Linked DNA regions of Mus musculus: regions 1, 3, 4, 5, 6 and 7 are each linked to region 2. Evidence: chromatin contacts called from public HiChIP or PLAC-seq and promoter capture Hi-C data. All regions are on one chromosome and are shown on one strand. Each heading gives the region's core, a stretch centred on a gene start, on an enhancer-like site or on the middle of the called end of the contact. The rest is flanking DNA. Distances are from core to core; before and after follow the strand shown.

Region 1 (2,700 bases), core at 56-2,555, 930 kb before region 2:
GAGAAAAATTAGTTATCTTAGTGTATGTCTTAATGTATGTATTACTTATACTAAGCTTACATTGTTAGTCTAACGATAGAGGGTACTTTAAAAAAAAACAAAACTGAACTGAATTTTACCAACTCTGTATTTTTCCTGCTGTGCTTTGAAATGCTGCTCTCTCTGAGGAGACTCAAGGGCACACTGTAGCTTGACATTTCTGACCAGCTGTCAGCCCATCTCTGGGAACTGGCTTGGGTTTCGTCCATAAATACTCAGTAATATGATCAGCAACACAGCCTGAGAGGGGTGGTGTAGTGAACTGCAAATGTGACCATTTTTCCATGTCTCTGTGTTAATGAGATAAGCCCTTCAATAAGAACAAGAGACATCAATAAAGAAAGCGTTTTAACCCAATGTTTCAAGTATTGGACTAATCAGTATTCATGATTGTAAAATGTATCAGGTAGCAAATAGTAAAAAGGCAGCACTTTTGCAAATGAATCAAATAAATTAGAAAGTTAAAGCCAGTGTAGGAAACTGGTAATGCTGAGGGATTGCCTCTTCCCATGCTCTCAGGGCCAATATGGTTCTGACAATGAGATTATGACACATACTGAGCTGTGATAGGAAAGATCTGCACTGGCAACAACAGAGAACTCTGGTCAGAAATGATACAATGCATTACAATAGAATTTGCTTTACAAGAGCCTTATAATTCTAATATTTAAAGAATGACCAGGAAAATCCTGTCTTGAAGGGATAGGTTTCTTCCTTCACATATCCTACACTACTTGTGATTCACAAAGGAGAAAAAAAAAAAAGCAAATGTCTAAGAGTTTGTGTCATTTAATACTTTAAGTATTAGTTCTACAAGTATCCACTCCTGGCTGTGTTGTTTGGTATATTTACACATACACACACACACACACACACACACACACACACACACACACACACACACAGCCTAACACTGCCAAGGAAACAGAAGTATGACTCATCTTACATTCCTTATGAGTTGCTATGACAACAGAATATAAAATACACATTTTTTTTTCTTCTTCGAAAATCTTCTTTAGCTCAAAGCACTCTAAAAAGGAAGGTACAAAATATGATGGACAGTGCAGAGAGGAGCTTTATACAAAAAGAAAATTTACCTAAATTTTCTTTCTCTTGTATACTTTTCTTCACCTTCTCTATTTAAATAAAATCACAAACAGTAATTAACACACAGAAAATTAATATTTCATCATAATATGAACCCACAAAGCTACTTCTTTACCGTTGTCTTGGGGAAAGTACAGCAATCATTAGAGACTTTCACAGTCCTATGGAGCGCTAACGGCTTGATGCCCCAGCATAGGGGAAGGCCAGGGTGGTGAGGTGGGAGTGGGTAGGTGGGTGGGGGAGCATCCTCACAGAAGCAGGGGGAGGAAGCTGGGATAAGGGGATTTCAGAGGGGAACCCGGGAAGGGGGGATAAAATTTGAATGTAAATAAATAAAATAACAATAAGAAAAATTTTTAAATTTAATTAATTAATTAAAAAAGAAATGCCTTTAACTCTTGCATCTGTCACTTCCATCTCCAGAGCCCAACTAATATGCAAGCACATTAGAAAAAAAAAAACTTATGAGGCTAAGAAGTCATTTATGTAAAATGAGATATTATTTTGATACTGGGGGCCATGAATGTGAAATAGAACAAGGTGCGGTACACAGAAGGACTTGGAGGGGAAATGGAAAGGGAAAATTATATTATGTAATTATATTAGAATCTCAAAAAATCAAAAATAGATAAATGGAAATAATTTCATGATGAAAACTGCCCTGGAATACTTTGAAACTAACTTTCAAAACTAAAATGAAAACATCAAATGATGGTGTCCACATGGTGACTTTAGTCCCTCTGAAGTTGTCAGGGTACCATTGTTATCCAAAGAAAGGCACAGCTGCAGAGCAATTTCACTCAGTTATTTGTTTGTTTATTTGTTTGTTTTCAGACCGAAGTATGCATTGCTGGATGAATGTACCAGTGCCGTGAGCATCGACGTTGAAGGAAAGATATTTCAGGCTGCTATTGGGGCTGGGATTTCCCTACTCTCCATAACACACAGGCCTTCTCTGTGGTACGTGCTCACAGCATCCTCCTCTGGGAGGGATGCTTTGTCTCTTCTCAGAAGATAACCTTGCTAAATGTTTCTGTGTGGAACATAAAATATTTCATTTGTTTTCTACCTGTATTTCTCTAATGTTCCCGCAAATATAGGTTAGCTCCCTGTGGCCTAATGTAACCTTCATGTGTTGTGTGGAAATGAACGTCACCTTCTAGTCATTCTGAGAAGCTACAGGAGAATCTGACAGTTGATCTGTACTAAAAAAATTATTTATCATAACACTAGAATGTACTGTGAAAGATTATGGAGTGGGTTAGGTTTAAGGTTAGGATATGATTACAAAATTTTTTTAAATTTACTTTAAAATCCAGTTTGTGTGTGGGATGTTAAAATTCCATAACTTAGTATTTCTAAAATTATCAAGTTAGAGGGATCACAGGAAATAATAAAATAATAATAATAAAGCTTTTTGTTGTTTGTTTTAAGAAAAAAAAAAGAACATGTCAAGAACAAGCATTAAATCCCTCATCACCATTCAAACAATGGTGATGAATCAGTGGAGATGGCAGACATCAAAAACAGTGTCATCTTCTTAAAGGGGAATGA
Region 2 (2,700 bases), core at 100-2,599:
CCACTTAGAAAGAAAAGACCACCAGTCAAGCACAGCAAGAGTTATCCCATTGATATAAAATGCCAAAAAAAGATAAATAAATAAATAATCAAGTTTCATTTGTCCTAATAATGAAGAACTTGGAGAGGATCGTCTATGACATAATTAATAAATCCTGGCAGACTAGACATCTCTTAAGTTTTATTTTTAAGATGTAGTGTGTGTGCCATGCACCTGAGTATACTTATTTGCAACATCTGCATGCAGGTACCCGAGGAAGCCAGAAGGTGGCACTGGATCCTCTGGACCTAGAGTCACAGATGGTTGTGAGCAGCTCACTGTGGTAGAAAGAAGTCTGGTAGCCTTCTCCAGGACAACAGCAAGAGCTCTCAACCACTGAGCTACCACCCCAGCCCCATTTTAAGAACGTTTTGCTCCCTGTCTCAAATCTGTCTGCCATTATTAAGGTGACAACAACCAACAGACAGTAAGTTATTCATTTCTACTTCCTAAGGCTTGCTCTTTAGAAAATGCATATTCTGCGACTAAATTGTCCAGGTCCCAATTTTACAAACTACCAGGCAAACAATAATGAGAACTCTGGTGGATCTTAAGATTCTTTGCACTGTGCATATTTCTGTAGTCAGATATGTATTTTTTTAAATGATGCAATCTGACTAGTTGCCAATTTAATCCAGACAACAGTAAGTTTCTACGACCAAGAATGAAGTTAGAATAAAACTATCAACTTTTGGGGGGCCCTAAGATCCTCCACTCCGCGTTCAAAATACCGGGTGGAAAACCTCATAGGTTAAGCTTTAGGTAGTTTTTAATGCATGTTCAAGGGAGCACCTGCATGTCTCTAGTGCTAGGGCTTAGTTAGACAAATCGGTCAACTGCCAAGAGGAGCTATCATCTTTATGCATTCACCTAACAAATATGCCATAATCTCGAGGCTAGGTACAGTCACTAGGCAGCTCCCTTCACGGTTTAAGTCTGGGAGGGCTGACGGGGAGAGGAAAGGCACAGGTTGGGAGGATCCGTCCCGGGGGCAGGGCCAGCAGAGACCAACCTGCGACAGGGAGAAGCGGCCCTCGCAGTACCGCTGCGCCTGCGGCAGGTGGAAGATCTCGTCCATGTACGGCTCCCGCAGAGCGCGGCTGAAGGCGGAGAAGAGCAGGCAGGACACCAGGAAGGTGCAGCTCAAGGCGGCCGAGAAGTAATAGCCCTCCAGCTGCGCCATGGCGGGCGGGCGGGCGGGCGGGCAGCCGCGTCCCGGGCCCAGCCCTGGGCAGCCCGGAGCGCCGAGCCCGGAACGCGGGCTCAGAGGCCCAGCGCTGCGGGACGAGGGACAGCAGGGAACAGGACGCAACGCAATGGATGCTGGGAGAGCGTCGGACGGAAGCGTGGGGGGGGGGGGGGTCACCGGTTCCGGAGTGGAGCATTTATGCAACGACGGGACGGTTTCTCTGTCAATCACTGCTCGCAGCTCTCAGAGTGGCCAGAGGCTGAGGGAGGGGCGGGTCTGGGCTCGGGCGCGGGAGCTGTTGTAGGTGATGCTGCCGCCGCCGCTAGGCTCTGGAAAAGAAGGGTGTCTTGTGTTGTCTGTTGCTCTCCAGAAGGCGATGAGTGGTCCCAGCTTTCTAACCTCCAAGCTCCCAAACTGCATTCGTTTGCGGTTATCCCTGTTCTCCATTGCCAGTGAGATGAGACGCTAAAACCATCATTACAATGCTTTTCCTCTCATCGTCTCTGGCTGATAATGAAGGTTGATGCTTTTTAGATGGAAACATACAACCAGCCCTTCGCTTCAGGGCGACTTTCCCTTTTGAAGAATCTATTCGTTTACAGGGCAATATTTTCCTGGTGCCTGGTGAGGAGTTGGGGCATTTGTAGGTGAGGAACACTCCTCCGTGAATATAATTTTAGTTGCTATTGCCGTGAGTGGTGGCTCACACTTGTACTGGCCCCATTTGAGAGGCTGAGGCAGGAGGATTGTTCCCAGTTCTAGATCAGCCTGGGACACTGTAAATGTCGTCCTTAAAAATAGGTAATAAATAGTCATTAATATCTGTCTCTGTTGGAGTACGTTTCCCTTATGCATCTTAATGTGTGGTGCGATGGAGTATTTATGTGTGTAGTCTCAAAAAGTGCTCACATGTATGAAGTTGAGGGCTACGGAGACTTCAGATAACCCCTTTATTGTGAGATTGGAATTGAGACTGACGGTGGAAGATATTTGAAGAAAGCTGAAGACAAAGTATGTTTTCAGCATGGTTGGTGATGCTTTGTAGGAAAAGCTTCTGGAAAATTCGGGTTGATTTTGCCAGCAGCACATCATATAGCAGCTGAGATTGCTTTTAAATTGTCAACCTTGGAATCAAAAGAAACTGGGTATTCTACTAGTTCTCCTCGACTATTAGAAATAACCAGAATTAAATTACGTTAGGATTCATGATGACGTTTCTTAACTCCCTCCACCCTTTACATCCTCTTTGATTACAGAGAACACGTTACACTTACCAATTTGAGACCATTCCCAGATAATTTAGTCTACAATTGACCTCAGGCCCAGTGGGCTTGCTCAATCATGGCCAGTGCATACCATAGAAGCTTCTGGCCCTTGCTAGATATGATGGATAAAGGGAAGAGCACAAGGCTGCCTTCCTATGCTAGACATTCTCGTCAGAATAATTGCCACTAAGAACTTGGTTGGACATC
Region 3 (2,700 bases), core at 43-2,542, 790 kb before region 2:
GCCCTCCAATGCTCTGAGCCTCACAACAGCCTAAATGAGTAGTTAGTTTTGATTCTGATCATTTCTGTTTTTACAGACTGGGGATGTATATTATTTCCCATCAGCATTTTTTTTTTTAGTAGAAAAGCGAGGTATTTTTTTATTACTTTATAAGAGGCAAACTAAAGTAAATATATGCACAATAATAAGAAACACACATAATACAAAATGCTGTGTTCATTTAATGTTGTGCATGTGTGTATGTATATAGGGCTGATGTTTTGGGACTAGATGAGCTTTGGGGACTCGTTTCTGGAGAGACTGATTCTCCTTCTCTTAACAGCCATTGGTTGCCTGAAGTTTAATTTAATTAGCATTATTATTATTATTTTTAAAGTCAGAGGCATACTATGTAGTTATGGCTGGCATTGAACTCACAGAGATTATATGGCTGTCTTTAGATATTTGGGCTTCTGATTTCTTATGAATTATCAGAACTATACATATTGATATATCTGCCTCCCGAGTGCTGATATGAAAGGCATGTGTTATCATACCTAAACAAAAACTAAATACATAAATTCATATGCATACACATAATTTATTGTGTGTGTCTGTGCATGCCCATGCATACAGGTGCATCTCATCACACACCTTCATAGTCAAGGTCAAGGTCAGGAGTCTGCTTGCTGTTGCTACCATGTGAGTTCCAGGATTGAATTTAGGTCATCCGACTCAGCAGCAGGTACCTTTAATTGCTGAGACTTCTCTTTGGCCCAAGTTCCTAGGTCTGAATGGCTTAATAAAGGTAAAACAGCATGTGCTACATCATATCTGTTATGCAGATTCTCATAGACGAGATCTGTAGACTCTTCGTAGTTTCTTTTGACTTTGGCTACTATCTAGGGTTAAGGAATACCGTCTGTAAAATATTAATATATGAAAATCACAAGAATCTCATGACAGTTATAATGTTTAAATAGAATAAATTAAAAAGTGTCTGTTCATGCTTTATTTATGTCTCATTGTCTGCAAAGAGATTGGCCCAGAGTAGCAAGGGAGATTATCTGGAGAGAAACACATATAATTTCCTTTAAGATTTGGTTAAAGAAAATGAAATTTGAGTTAGTGAACGAGATAAGTAGACAAAGACTACATTTGACATTAACATGGCGTGTGCATTGCAGGCTGTACCAGACTTATCAAAAGAAAAAAAAAAAATCGGCTTAGCAGACACACTGCTTGGCTGCCCCTGAGCATTGATTAGCATCTGAATGGTGGGATGAAAAGAGCTGAAACCAAGCATTCCCAAAAGAGGCGCAGTGAGGGTTTCTGCCAGATGGATTCATTGTTAGATACTCAAGGCCTGGCATAGCTAGGACCTCTCTGGTCAGCAGCGCCACTGAATCCAATTTCTTAGGCTTCTTGTGGCTGTGCGAGCCTCAGCCTTGCATGGCTTGAAACCTGATCTACTTTTCTTCTCTTTCCATGCTCTTCCTAACAAAGCTGGAAAGCCTATTGTGAGACTCGAAGGACGTTCTATGAAGTCACTCCAAAACTCGTTACAGGGCCATGTACATTGTACGTGCTTTGATGCTCAACCTTGCCCAACCTTTCTTTGTAATACACACACACACACACACACACACACACACACACACACACACTTTAAATTCTCATTCCACTGTGATATAGTGGTAATTAAAGTTTTAGTCCTTTCCATCAGTCCTTTGGAGAAAGTATATTAAAACAACAACAACAACAACAACAACAACAACAACAACAATCTGTTAGCCTAATAGAACTTGGCTTAGTCTTGGTTTCCTAGACAGTAGAGCCAGGAACTCTTGCTCTTCCAGGAGTACAGTCTTGGTGCAGCAAGATCGAGGGAAGAATGAGGCAAAGCAGGGAGAGATGTCGGATATGAGGCAGGCACTCATGATTGATTTGTAAACACAAGCAGCATTGTCTCTGTGGGAGCCATCTGGAAATACTCAGTCCGAACCAACAGAGGAAGGACAGGGGAATCCTTTCTCTCTTTTTTTCCTTACCCTGTTATTTTCACGGGTGAGCCTTTGCACGTAGCCCTCATGGGTCCTGCTACTTGGGCATGTGTGCATGGCTGCTGGAGAGTCAGATCTTACGACCCATGGAGTAGGTAGGTCTCTATTTGGGTCTAGAAATGGGAGGAGGTATCTATAGCCAAGCGGCAGCAGGTCTTATGCGGTGCTATGGGCGCCCTCTAGATGAAGCTGAGGCGGATTAAGTGGTTAAGTGGCTAGTGCAGGAGGGAGGGGTTCAGAGCTCAGTGAAGGATTAACACTGAGTTCAGTTCACAGAGATTCTTGAGGATGCTATTCATTTCTGAAAGATTTCCATGTGACGATGTTCACTTTTAATGTGAGTATCAAATATCATTCTTAAAGGACGCATTTTCCCACAAGCTCAACCATATTGACTCTTTGACCATTGAGGGCAATGACGTGACTGTTCTGGATCCCTTCAGCCCGGGACTGTGAGAACACAGTGCGACAAATGCTCTCAGCTGAGGAAAGCCCCAACTGCTTGTTTGTCCCCAGCTGAGGGAGCCCCTCCTGTGGTCAGTGTGGCCTTTCCACTTGCCATTTGCCTCCTGGCCAGCATAAATGATTGACAGACGTTGTGTGCGGAATTACAGGATTCAACAAAGAAACAAAGGAGCAACCGACTGCTTATAAATGC
Region 4 (2,700 bases), core at 4-2,503, 970 kb before region 2:
ACAGATAGAAGGCAAAGCTGAAGCACAGAGAGGACTAGTAACGAACACACAAGTGACCCGTTGTGATGTGACAATCACCATGTAGCTATCTTTCACTTCTTTAAATCAGGACAGATGTGGGGGTGTCAAAGTGCACTCCTGCCCTGGAACTACTATGGAGGATCAAAAGGGAGAGTCTGTGCATAATAAGGCCCAAGTATAAAATGATGCTTAGCTTAAGGGTCAAATAACACTAGCAGGTTAAAATAAGCCGTTCTACCTAACTGTGCTGGGCTCTGGCTTAAATGCACACCTTCAGGATAAGCCAGTCGTTGGAAAGACAGAAGAGAGGAGCAGAGAAAGGCTCTATCATGCAAAATCACCTTTGCCTTGCCTTCAAAAAAAGACCTTCAATTTATTAAAAATTATACAAAGTTTTGCTTGACTATTGATCCTTATGCCTTCCACTGGGAATGTGAATAATTTTTAAACTTTCTTGATTGTTGTCAAACAGCAAAAATGTTCATAGGAAGAAGCCAGCAGATTATCTCTGAGCCTAAAGAAAAACATGAAGAAAAAAAAAAAAAGTCTTGAAGAAATGCTTCCTAAAAATTGTTTTCCATCATAGGATCCCAGTTCGATTTCCCAGCTGATAAAATTCTTAAATTACCTCCAAACAAAAACAAACAAACAAACAAACAAAACACAAGGGAGATTTTTAAGTCACTTCGTAAGCAAATATTAATGTGTCAGATAACATTGCTAAACATAATCGTGGAGCAGAAAGAACTTTATTATCAGGACAAGTTAGTACCAAGGGATCTTGGGGAAGAACTCTGGGTGTAGCTCTGAGTGACTGTTTTCTGTAATACCCAAGCTCGCCTCCAGCTTATTTACAATAGCAGCCAATCTAATAGTTTCTGTGAATATCTGGGGAGAGTCGAAACAAGGGCGAAGGGCGGGAGTGAGGGGGGGGGGGGACAACATCTTCTGAACAAAACATTCTCAAGGATACATGTTTGCTATTTTGTCTTATGCCTCTCGCTGTTATCACTCTCTTGTCTGACTCCTTTCCCTGGGCCGGTTCCGTTAATCCTCTTGAGGCTCCTCCCTCCTCTCGCTGTTTCTTTCTCTCTGGGCTCATTAAAGCTGCTGCAATCCTTCCTTCCCTCTGCCTTCCCCTTTGTAGAAATCTTAGAGACGGGATGTATATTCTGAAACTTCTGAGGGTTTCTAAGTGCCGCTGAGCATGCTCAGTAGCTCTAAGGGAAGGTTTGTTCTCCAGCAGCTGACCTCATTCGACCTCTCCAGAAATAGATATTTAACTCTCTGAACTCCTGTTTAAGTATAGGATTTGTTTTGGCTCTCTCTTCGTTTTTAAGGTTCAAAGGGAAGAGGCCAGGAGTCCAGGGTCTCACCGCCCACGCAGCCAATGAGACGCCTGTGGGTGGAGCCTGGCCAGCTCTGGCTGCTGAGGGACTCGCCCCCGGAGGATGCGGTGGAGTTTGTGCTTTGCTGCATCCGTCACTGAAGAACAAAATAAGAGTAAAGGAGACAAGCTGCAGAGCATGGGAGGCTGTGGGGTCTTCTGAAACCTTTGCTGGGCTTTCCGCGGAGCATGAGCTTTTAAAACGAATTCTTTTCAAAGAAACCCATTTGTGTAGCTGGAAAAATGATACACATGCTAAATGCAGCAGCCTATCGGGTGAAATGGACCAGATCCGGTGCTGCTAAAAGGGCTGCCTGCCTGGTGGCTGCGGCATATGCTCTGAAAACCCTCTATCCCATCATTGGCAAGCGTTTAAAGCAGCCTGGCCACAGGAAGGCAAAAGCAGAAGCTTACTCGCCTGCAGAGAACAGAGAAATACTGCATTGCACGGAGATCATCTGTAAAAAACCTGCGCCGGGACTAAATGCAGCTTTTTTCAAACAGCTACTAGAACTTCGGAAAATCCTCTTTCCAAAACTTGTGACCACTGAAACGGGGTGGCTCTGCCTCCACTCGGTGGCTCTAATCTCAAGAACATTTCTCTCTATTTATGTGGCTGGTCTGGATGGGAAAATCGTGAAAAGCATCGTGGAAAAGAAGCCTCGGACTTTCATCATCAAATTAATCAAGTGGCTTATGATTGCTATCCCTGCTACCTTTGTCAACAGTGCTATCAGGTACCTGGAATGCAAACTGGCATTGGCCTTTAGAACTCGCTTAGTAGACCATGCCTATGAGACCTATTTCGCAAATCAGACTTATTATAAGGTGATAAATATGGATGGGAGGCTGGCAAACCCTGACCAGTCTCTTACCGAAGACATTATGATGTTCTCGCAATCTGTGGCTCACCTGTATTCCAACCTTACCAAACCTATTTTAGATGTCATTCTAACCTCCTATACTCTCATCCGGACAGCTACATCCAGAGGAGCAAGCCCTATAGGGCCCACCCTGTTAGCAGGACTTGTCGTGTATGCCACTGCTAAAGTACTGAAAGCTTGCTCGCCCAAATTTGGTTCGCTGGTGGCTGAAGAAGCCCACAGGAAAGGCTACCTGCGGTATGTCCACTCCCGAATCATAGCCAATGTAGAAGAAATTGCCTTCTACAGAGGACATAAGGTAAGACAGGCATTAAAGCAACGGGTGAAATGTGAGACTGTTCAGGCAGCCACTGCACTGCCAGATACCATCTGTTGTCTTGTTGACAGACCCACTTTCTGAGCATTTTA
Region 5 (2,813 bases), core at 253-2,752, 790 kb after region 2:
CCACCTAACATTTCCAGGCTGGTCCAGAGTTTTAACATTGCAACATAAAACAATGTTACCACCTACAAAGTTCATTCTCCACAAAGTTCACGGTCCAAAGTATTAAGGAAGTTAAAATACCCACCTGCACGTTTATCTGTCTGTGTCCTGACCCTGTACTCCTCTGCTTCTCCAGTGCTGGGATTAAAGGGGAGATAGCCTACATCTTTAAGCCAGCTCCCACAGCCTGGAGCAGGGGATGCCTCTCTCCAGCTCTCAGTGGGCCATGTAGGAAAACTGCTCATGGTTTTGACAATTCTAAAAAATTTTGTTTTGAAGTCAATTTTCTCTCTCTCTTTTTTTTTTAGGAGATCGGTCTGGAAACACCTCAGCTGTCTGCTTCACAGATTGCTCTTAAGGCTGCTCTCTGATTGGCTCCTCTGCTGCCACCCCATTAATTCTCTTACCACCTTTCTTCTCTCACTATGTAGCCTGGCTGGCCTGGAACCCAGTATATAGACTAGACTGTCCTCAGATTCACAGGTAATTAACCACCGATTTCAGTTTCCTGAATGCTTCCCCCGCGTTCTTATACACACACACACACACACACACACACACACACACCCCGCACCCGCACAATGAACTCTCTTCCCTTTTTTTTTTTTTAAGATTTATTTATTATATGTAAGTACACTGTAGCTGTCTTCAGACGCACCAGAAGAGGGCGTCAGATCTCATTACGGGTGGTTGTGAGCCATCATGTGGTTGCTGGGATTTGAACTCAGGACCTTCGGAAGAACAGTCAGTGCTCTTAACCACTGAGCCATCTCGCCAGCCCCCACTCCCTAGGCTTTCTAAAAAAGAATTATTTATTTTTTATGTGTATGAGTACACTGTGGCTATTTTCAGACACACCAGAAGAGGGCATCGGATCCCATTACATACAGACTGTTGTGAGCCACCACATGGTTGGCGGGAATTGAACTCAGGACCTCTGGAAGAGGGATCAGTGCTCTTAACCGCTTAGCCACCTCTTCAGCCCCATCCCTAGACTTTAAAGGAAAGTCTTTTCTTAACTCTAAGGTCTCATGTTCAATTCTCCCTCCCCTACACCGAAACTCGTAGCTTTGAGGCCCTTTCATTCTAATAAACCTCATCCTTCAGATGAATTATGGATTGTGTAAGCTTCCTTTCTAAGCTGACCATTAACGTCTCCCTCTTCCCGATATTTAACAGGAGAGAGACACACTCTCTCGAGAAAGAAAAATACTTTAAGTTATTGTGTTGGGTCACATTAATGGCGCTCATGCGGTCTATGCAGCGCTGGACACGCCGGACTGATTCTTATTACGCCTTCCAGCATCACATATACACCTGCTGCCTTGTGGAAAGGGGAATCGTTAGAACCTACGTTTTCATTCTTCCATTCACTTACCCCAACTGTCACCACAGGCTCGGCTAATCTACTCCCTAGTAGAGTGTCTCACACAGCAGCTGTTATAAAGGAGCCGCAAACTACCATCGTCCATTCATTGGCCAGAGCCTGGCTCGTAAGCTTTGCGGAGCTACTGTCCAACCGCCCACGGCGCTCGGGATTGGCCTACGTCACTTCCTTGGTTCCGGACACAGTCCACGCAGTAACTTGTTTTTGCAGAGACTGATAGGCGGATCGGGCGTGGCCCGAGCGCGCCCCACTCAGGGAAAGCTGCCGTCCCTCTTTGCCTTTGAGCGCCGCAGCCCTGAGAATCGCATCTGGCTTGGAAACGGTCCCAGGACTGGAGCCACCAAGAAAGCCGAAGGCAGTCGCGAAGAGCCGAGGACGCCCAGAGACTCTGCGGCTTCCGGGAAGCGGAACCGAGCCTACCCGGAAGGAGCCAACCTCACCTGAGGCTCGCTGAGCACCGGCAGGCGTTAAACCTAACGGAGCCCACGTCATGGCGGCAGACGGGACAGGGGTAGTCGGAGGAGGGGCTGTCGGCGGCGGCCTGCCCAAGGACGGTTTGCAGGATGCTAAGTGCCCAGAGCCAATCCCCAATCGGCGGCGCGCTTCCTCGCTGTCCCGTGACGCGCAGCGCCGAGCCTATCAGTGGTGCCGGGAGTACCTGGGCGGGGCCTGGCGCCGAGCGCGGCCGGAGGAGCTGAGCGTTTGTCCCGTGAGGTCAGGGGTCAGCCCTGGGGACCCTGGGGACACTCCCAGTTCGGTCGCCGTCAGTGCTACGCGGGGGGGTGGGGGGTGGGGGCAGGTCTGCAGCCTGCTGTGCTGGGGGGCGGGGTCCCCCTTCGGGACTTGGGAGGTCCTCTCGGGAAGGGTGTCTAGAGTGGGTCCCACCAATCGGGGGGACGACCCTTGCTGAGCCTGACCTGTGTGGATCTGCAGCGGAGGCCTCAGCAACCTGCTCTTCCGATGCTCACTACCGAACCACGTACCCAGTGTGGGCGGGGAGCCCCGGGAGGTGCTGCTACGACTCTACGGGGCCATCCTGCAGGTGAGGGAAAAGAAGGATCGTAACTTGGGAGTTCGGACATCTGGAGCAAGTGGTGCAGAAAGTGGTGTCTTATTTGTGTAGCTGAATATGCTGAAGCTCAAGAATTCTCAGTCAGTAAGAGCAGAAGTCCAAGCTATTGTAGATGAAGCCGATTTGGGCCAGTACCCACGTACCTCTGGCTTTTTCTGACATGAGCCCCTTTGCCATACATCTTTTATCAGGGTGTAGACTCCTTGGTATTAGAAAGCGTGATGTTCGCCATTCTCGCAGAGCGGTCTCTAGGGCCCCAGCTTTACGGAGTGTTTCCAGAGGGCCGCTTGGAACAGTACCTCCCAGTAAGAGCCC
Region 6 (2,874 bases), core at 247-2,746, 830 kb before region 2:
TAGAATTTGAAGTTATGCATGGCCTTTGCCTGAATATGAACCCAAAGCCCTAGCTATTATTGATGCTATTTGGCCAGACGTTTCAATCTGGTGGCTTGAGACTAGAGATGGTCAGACACAGTTTGAGGTTGTTTTTGCATGGTGTGTAAATATTATGCAGAATTAGTTGTTAATCTTTAAAACTAAGGCGTTTTTCACATAAGGATTTGATTTTTCTTTTTCACTTGAGGAACAACAAACATACAACCAAACCAAAAATGTGGCCACACAGGATCTGGGTGCCAGTAGATCTAGTCCAGGCAGAATGGGGACAGCTACTTCCTTAGGAAGGGGCCCGCCTTCTCGGTTTTATTTTATATATTCTCGACTTTGCTTCCTCCACTTCCTTAAGCTACCTGCCCAGTTCTTGAAGCACATGATTTGTGACAGCTCTTTTTTGAGACACATAGGTACTGTTGCTATCTAAAGTGAAGACTTTGAGAAGGTAATATATGTTGCTTTGTTGCTGTAGGTTGATCTCTTGTTCTTGTCCTTTATCGCAGAAACGAGGTGGTCAGACCAGATCCATCCACGCCTGGACCTGTCAAGTTAGGACAAAATGTGGCTCCATTATGTTGGTGGAGAAATATCGAGGCTAGGGAAGGCTCTCCAGGGAGAGGCCGGAGGACAGCTTTGTTACCAGTTTGTCACACAAAGGGACATTATAAAGTTTTTTTTTACCTTCCACCTATGTTGTCTGTAACGATTTAAAGGTAAGAAACAAAGTACATAGGACTGCCTCTAAGAATAAATACCATAGGCCATCTACCCATGGGTATACAAGGTTCAAACTTCTTTCTGAACCCAATATACACTGTGTTCTAGGACACTCTCTGAGCAGGGCGATCAGGTGTGTGATTTTAGTTTTTATCTGCTTGGGCCAGTGCTTTTATTTAGATAGCGACATTTAATCTATTATACTGTTTTGTATGAACCCACATGTTTATTTACTGAAATGTACGGAACAGTCCACAAAAGATACTCTGTGGCAAAGCTAACAAAGGCTGTTTCCACAGAGCTATCTAAAGGCATGTGGAAGGACAATGATGACGTGCAGAACACACAATGGGACACTGTTGACAGAATCTCGGGATCCCGGAGGAGCTTTTGAAAGGCCAGCAGGGAAAGAAAATCCGTTTGCAAGGATTTACCACGCTGCACGCCTCCATGGAAAGCAGTTGTGGAAATGCTTGGCAGTACCAGGGCCCGGAGCACTTTGCATGTGCATAGGACCGAACAGTAATGCACTGAAGAGGCAGAGGGGTGGAAAATCGTTCCACGTCCCAAGAGATCGGGCAGAGGACAGGGCCAGGTTTGGGAAAGGGGTCAAGGTCCGTGCCACAGAGGGGGCAGGTGGCTGCGGGGACGCGCCTCCGGTGGATGGGAGGGGGAGGGGGGGTCGGCTCGCCTCCGCGCGGTGCCGCGCCCGCCTGGCCGTGCCGCCGGGGCGGGGCGCACCGGACCGGCCACGGCTGACGCAGGGCAGCGCGGAGCCTGGCGAGTGGGGGCAAGGGGCGGCGCCGCCCTGAGTCACCGCCCCCTCCCGCGCCTCCGCGCCGCCACCTTTCCATTCAGTCGCCCAACATGGCTGGAGCACGGCGCTGAGCCCTCGCCACCGTCACCGTCACCGCCGCCGCCGCCGTCACCACCGCCGCCGCCTGCCCGGAGCGCTCGGCACGGAGCTGAGCCCCGGGCGGCCGCAGGCATGTTGGGCGCTGCGGACGAGAGCTCGGTGCGCGTGGCTGTCAGGTGAGCTGCGGGTGGACAGGAAGGAAAGCTGAAGCCAGCAAGCGGACGAGCGGGCGGGCGGACTCTCCTGCTGCCCGCTCCGGGGCCGGTGCGTCGCATCGCTGCTTCTCGGGGGAACAGCAGTGGCTGCCCCGCACCCCCACACCCCGGAGGATCGGGCGCCGCTCGCTGCACGCACGGACGCCTCGCGTTTGGCCTCCGGGTGAGCGTCGCCCGGTGTCCCCGGGAGTCGCCGCTGCCGCCCTGCAGGTGGGCCCGAGGTGTCTGTCCCCACCCCCCACTCCCTCCTCTCCAGCCCAGCCCCTGCCGCGCCGGCTGGGTTCGGAGCCGCAGACAAAGCGTCGCGGTGACAAGCGCGCCGCCCGCGCCCACTCGGGTCCCCGCGATGGCGTGCGTCGCGACACCTGGCCTCGCAGGTGTGCTGGTAGGGAGTGTGTTGCGGGACATAGGCACCCGCGGGAGGTCTGGAGAAGGCAGGCAACGTCAGCCAGCCGGAGGGTTAGATGGGCGACTGGGAGAAACAACCTGAGGTTAGTTAAGCACCTTGGATGTTGACAGTGACATCACATACGCCTGGGGTTGAGTTTTGAAATGCTGGCTGTGTCACCTTGTTGTGGTTAGTGACGGTGACATGGACATTCGGTGTAGTTTGGCTGTTTTGATGCATCGCAAGAACTCCGACAGTTGCTCTTGGAAAACTGCAGCATCATCACACTGAAAAATTAATGAAGCATTCCTCTTAGACCAAGTGCATGGCTTCCATTGCTCTGATAGTATACTGTTAACTCAGTTACAATATAAAGATTATAAAGAGAGCCTGTCTTCAGAGAAAGCCAGAATTCGTAAACATCTGTCAGCGCCTTAGTCGAAAAATTGAAAGTTACATAATGTAAGCGTTCCTATGGTTATTTTAGTGACAAATCTTGATTAAGCCCAGAAGTGGCAGTTTTGCATGTCCTGGGTCTTTAATTGTCTTAAAGCTGGGCAGTGGTGGCACATGCCCTAATCCCAGCACTTGGGAGGCAGTGGCAGGCGGATTTCTGAGTTCAAGACCAGTCTGGTCTACAGAGTGAGTTCCAGGACAGC
Region 7 (2,700 bases), core at 29-2,528, 850 kb before region 2:
TGAGGTTTGAAAGCGGCACTAATATCTGGTATTGAAAGGAAAAGTATCACCCCAAGACCAAGTTCTCAGCACAAAGGAGATTTATTTGCCCCAGAAGGACAGACAGACAAAGACAGGAGACAGAGGAAGAGAGAGAAGGGGAGAAAGGGGTCAAGGGAAAGGGATAAGGGGTATTTGTCCACAGGGGACAAAGGACTGCTTCTGGATAGAAAGTAGATCTGTCATCTAAGCAAATGACAGTTTATACAGGTCAAAGGGGAAACCCTATGTTAGGATGAGTTTACTTTTAATTGGGCATTTTAATTAGGTGGGCCAAAGGGAGCTTTTGATTGTTGGACTTCAATATTTTGATAGCTGGACCTTGGTAGTCAGCCTTAGGAAGAACCAGTGGCCAAATAAGGGAATAGACCTTGATGTCTAGACTTAGGAGTGTAATCCAATGGTTGTTAGCAAGACAGAGGGGATGGGAGAGAAGGGCAAAGCCAGTCAGAGCCATGCTCGAGTGGGCTAGTGTTCTTTCAGGTAAAGAGATACAAATTTTGAGGGCAGTGCAAAATGATTGTAGTAGGTACACACACACACACACACACACACACACACACACACACACACCGGAGCCTGTGAACTCTCCAGCCGTCAATTATTGAGCAGATTCCAGAACTAGGCACTTGTCTTACAGGGTGGACCTTAAATCCCATCTGAAAGAAGGTGGTACTCTTGATAACATTCATGTCAATATTTCACTCATGGACAAGTCTGGCTACGCTGCGTACGGTGTTTTTAACTTTAAATTTCTCTGCCTTCAGACATCAACTATTTGCTCTTTCCATGAGTAAGGAAGCTAAGGGGCATGGTAGAATGACAGAGACACTCAGAAAATCACAGTTAGGCCTGCCACTCTGCTGAGGTCTTCTTGAAACAGCAGAGAGCATTCACACCTCCTAAGAGACAAGTTACTGAGGCGCTTACCCCCTGCATGCTTCGCTCCTGTTAAGCTGCTACTACAGCTGCGCGACAGGTGCACTGGGACAATTCTTTAAATGTGGCAAAGAGCCATCCTGCCTTTACCCACTTCTCAGTGGGTGGTCCTGAGACACAAAGCAGCCAAGGCATGCGCCTCCACTGATCTATTCATTAGGAATGACCTCCCAGTGAGACCATGTATCCCCCACACTGATCTCCTCATTAGGAATTTCTCTACTCGCTAGGGATGATTCCTTTTCAGAATCAATGTAGCAAAAACAACTGCTATTTTGTAACCTTGGTAAGTTCCTTCTTGGGCAAGCACAAGAGTAAACTGAAATCCAGGAATTCCTGCCATGTTAACACAGTGAAGCCAGTAATCAAACTCTGACACTTCTGAAAAGGAGAAGAGCCATTGCAACATAGCAGCAAAAGTATAAATCACCTTGATTAGAAGTGTTAAATCCCAGATTAACATAAAATGCAAGCATAACAGATTTCCACACACATTATTATGTAAGGGGGATTTAAAATCGATTTATATAATAATTGCAATCTCTAACCAGTAGATAACTCTAATAAACAGCTGTCTCCTCTTCCACGGTTCCCACCCTACTTGGATTAGAACTGTCTTTGGGAGTCCCTGGCTAGGATCCATCAGTTCAGTAATGAAACTAATGACCCCAGCGACAAACAGGCCATGAGGGAGAGCTCCGCAAAAGCAGATCGCAGTGTGGACCGGAGGCGCGGTTACTGTAAAATTAGGAGTGATACAACATTTAGAGACAATTTCTTGTAGATCAAATAGGAAATTTGGCTGGTAAACAAAGAAAGTTAATGGTTAAACTGTTATTTCCGAAGTGTTCCCTCCCTCTACCAAGACCAAATTTCCTATAACTATAAAAGAAGGTGTTTCATAAGATTAGTAGGATAAATGGAAATTTATATTCAAAGGCCAAGTTTGGATGATATGATAGTAGAGGATGAAAAAAAAAAAAACTTACAAACCTAGAAGGTGTATCTCTATAACTAACAGAAGTAAAGTTTTCCTTGTCTTTTTTTTAAGATTTATTTATTATTATATATAAGTACCCTGTAGTTGACTTCAGACGCACCAGAAAAGGGTGTCAGATCTCATAATGGGTGGTTGTGAGCCACCATGTGGTTGCTGGGATTTGAACTCAGGACCTTCAGAAGAGCTGTCAGTGCTCTTACCTGCTGAGCCATCTCACCAGCCCATTGCCTTGTTTTTAAATGTGTCTCACATGCATATGTACATGTGCCCACACATCTGTGATAGTAATGTTACATATGCCCTGCACATATCATGCGGTAGTTGAGCTTTTCTTTATCTAAATCTGTTCTTTCTCACTCTGAGTAGAAATTTTCAACAACTGAAATATTTAGCTGGTAATCTCAGAAACTGGTTGAGAAGAGATCATCCACCTTGACTTTGGGAGGACACAATGTTAAATCTAAATCACAAAACCATTCTGATTCGTTACTCTTCTCTTGGAGATAGTCGGCCAATGTAAGCAGCTTAAAAAGGCAGAGACTGCTATTGGTTGTGGTTGTAAACGGCTCATTCCGTCTGATGAGGCTGTGATAGAACAGAGAGAACACCATGGCGGCTAAGAAGCCACGAAAGGCACAGAAGGTGAAACTGGGCCAGAACACACTCCAGTGATCTGTTTCCTCCAGTTAGGTGTCACTCCCTGTCTTTCACACCTGCCGATA

The links. Promoter capture Hi-C pulls out the DNA fragments that hold promoters and counts their contacts. HiChIP or PLAC-seq counts read pairs in DNA pulled down with a chosen protein or histone mark. Capture Hi-C pulls out chosen DNA fragments and counts their contacts.
Region 1: an H3K27ac HiChIP or PLAC-seq map of the NIH/3T3 cell line shows a contact between it and region 2, with 7 times the contacts expected there. The contact joins the enhancer-like site here to the promoter of Alg10b in region 2. A contact is called at or near these places in 9 of 39 promoter capture datasets (the 3T3-L1 cell line, cranial neural crest, embryonic stem cells and 5 more), 7 of 484 Hi-C or Micro-C datasets (bone marrow-derived macrophages, cerebral cortex, cortical neurons and 2 more) and 5 of 115 datasets of contacts at active chromatin or transcription factors (the NIH/3T3 cell line, astrocytes, bone marrow-derived macrophages and 1 more).
Region 3: an H3K4me3 HiChIP or PLAC-seq map of embryonic forebrain shows a contact between it and region 2, with 4 times the contacts expected there. The contact joins the enhancer-like site here to the promoter of Alg10b in region 2. A contact is called at or near these places in 1 of 39 promoter capture datasets (cranial neural crest), 10 of 115 datasets of contacts at active chromatin or transcription factors (astrocytes, differentiating embryonic stem cells, embryonic brain and 5 more) and 1 of 9 other capture datasets (embryonic stem cells).
Region 4: a contact with region 2 is called in a promoter capture Hi-C map of liver, with 3 times the contacts expected there. The contact joins the promoter of Abcd2 here to the promoter of Alg10b in region 2. A contact is called at or near these places in 12 of 39 promoter capture datasets (the 3T3-L1 cell line, 3T3-L1-derived adipocytes, the C10 cell line and 7 more), 2 of 484 Hi-C or Micro-C datasets (the 3T3-L1 cell line and bone marrow-derived macrophages), 7 of 115 datasets of contacts at active chromatin or transcription factors (the NIH/3T3 cell line, astrocytes, cardiomyocytes and 4 more) and 2 of 9 other capture datasets (adipose tissue and liver).
Region 5: a promoter capture Hi-C map of pre-B cells shows a contact between it and region 2, with 6 times the contacts expected there. The contact joins the promoter of C730034F03Rik here to the promoter of Alg10b in region 2. A contact is called at or near these places in 7 of 39 promoter capture datasets (the 3T3-L1 cell line, the C10 cell line, hippocampal neurons and 3 more), 3 of 484 Hi-C or Micro-C datasets (the HPC-7 cell line, erythroblasts and pre-B cells), 3 of 115 datasets of contacts at active chromatin or transcription factors (astrocytes, bone marrow-derived macrophages and extraembryonic endoderm stem cells) and 2 of 9 other capture datasets (embryonic stem cells and liver).
Region 6: a contact with region 2 is called in an H3K4me3 HiChIP or PLAC-seq map of embryonic stem cells, with 4 times the contacts expected there. The contact joins the promoter of Kif21a here to the promoter of Alg10b in region 2. A contact is called at or near these places in 6 of 39 promoter capture datasets (the 3T3-L1 cell line, cranial neural crest, frontonasal cranial neural crest and 3 more), 4 of 484 Hi-C or Micro-C datasets (LSK cells, cortical neurons and embryonic stem cells) and 8 of 115 datasets of contacts at active chromatin or transcription factors (the NIH/3T3 cell line, VIP interneurons, astrocytes and 4 more).
Region 7: an H3K4me3 HiChIP or PLAC-seq map of neural tube shows a contact between it and region 2, with 20 times the contacts expected there. The contact joins the enhancer-like site here to the promoter of Alg10b in region 2. A contact is called at or near these places in 9 of 39 promoter capture datasets (the 3T3-L1 cell line, embryonic stem cells, hippocampal neurons and 3 more) and 5 of 115 datasets of contacts at active chromatin or transcription factors (astrocytes, embryonic hindbrain, embryonic limb bud and 2 more).

Annotation. Positions count from the first base shown.
Region 1 is chr15:91,151,061-91,153,760 of GRCm38.p6, reverse strand. It overlaps Abcd2 (ATP-binding cassette, sub-family D (ALD), member 2), which reads left to right. Exons shown (of 10, transcript NM_011994.3): 9 at 1,981-2,106. Among named protein-coding and RNA genes, the nearest start is that of Abcd2, 40 kb to the left of the region's middle. Within about 2 kb of position 1,305, at least 21 of the 459 cell types and tissues checked have an H3K27ac peak or open chromatin away from gene starts, as enhancers often do. A contact at or near this core is called in the NIH/3T3 cell line and cortical neurons, where this site is marked.
Region 2 is chr15:90,222,960-90,225,659 of GRCm38.p6, reverse strand. Alg10b (asparagine-linked glycosylation 10B (alpha-1,2-glucosyltransferase)) reads right to left here and starts at 1,349. Exons shown (of 3, transcript NM_001033441.3): 1 at 1,052-1,349; 2 at 1-3. The coding sequence starts at 1,222. Mir7648 (microRNA 7648) reads right to left here and starts at 1,300; the gene lies at 1,248-1,300.
Region 3 is chr15:91,017,358-91,020,057 of GRCm38.p6, reverse strand. All of the region lies in intron 1 of Kif21a (kinesin family member 21A), which reads left to right. Among named protein-coding and RNA genes, the nearest start is that of Gm52216, 9.9 kb to the left of the region's middle. RefSeq lists an enhancer at 10-2,700. Within about 2 kb of position 1,292, at least 90 of the 459 cell types and tissues checked have an H3K27ac peak or open chromatin away from gene starts, as enhancers often do. A contact at or near this core is called in astrocytes, differentiating embryonic stem cells, embryonic brain and 4 more, where this site is marked.
Region 4 is chr15:91,190,560-91,193,259 of GRCm38.p6, reverse strand. It overlaps Abcd2 (ATP-binding cassette, sub-family D (ALD), member 2), which reads left to right and starts at 1,253. Exons shown (of 10, transcript NM_011994.3): 1 at 1,253-2,590. The coding sequence starts at 1,652.
Region 5 is chr15:89,428,704-89,431,516 of GRCm38.p6, reverse strand. It overlaps C730034F03Rik (a long non-coding RNA gene), which reads right to left and starts at 1,502. Exons shown (of 4, transcript XR_875570.1): 1 at 1,418-1,502. Chkb (choline kinase beta) reads left to right here and starts at 1,590. Exons shown (of 11, transcript NM_007692.6): 1 at 1,590-2,140; 2 at 2,360-2,468; 3 at 2,690-2,803. The coding sequence starts at 1,917. Gm44502 (predicted readthrough transcript (NMD candidate), 44502) reads left to right here and starts at 1,590. Exons shown (of 27, transcript NR_004843.2): 1 at 1,590-2,140; 2 at 2,360-2,468; 3 at 2,690-2,813.
Region 6 is chr15:91,048,573-91,051,446 of GRCm38.p6, reverse strand. Kif21a (kinesin family member 21A) reads left to right here and starts at 1,496. Exons shown (of 37, transcript NM_001109040.2): 1 at 1,496-1,788. The coding sequence starts at 1,745. Gm52215 reads right to left here. Exons shown (of 2, transcript XM_030248879.1): 2 at 1,546-2,502. The coding sequence starts at 2,235. The coding sequence ends at 1,570. It overlaps Gm36710 (a long non-coding RNA gene), which reads left to right and starts at 394. Exons shown (of 2, transcript XR_384343.1): 1 at 394-449; 2 at 543-724.
Region 7 is chr15:91,076,584-91,079,283 of GRCm38.p6, reverse strand. No RefSeq gene overlaps it. Among named protein-coding and RNA genes, the nearest start is that of Gm36710, 27 kb to the right of the region's middle. Within about 2 kb of position 1,278, at least 33 of the 459 cell types and tissues checked have an H3K27ac peak or open chromatin away from gene starts, as enhancers often do. A contact at or near this core is called in astrocytes, liver, neural tube and 1 more, where this site is marked.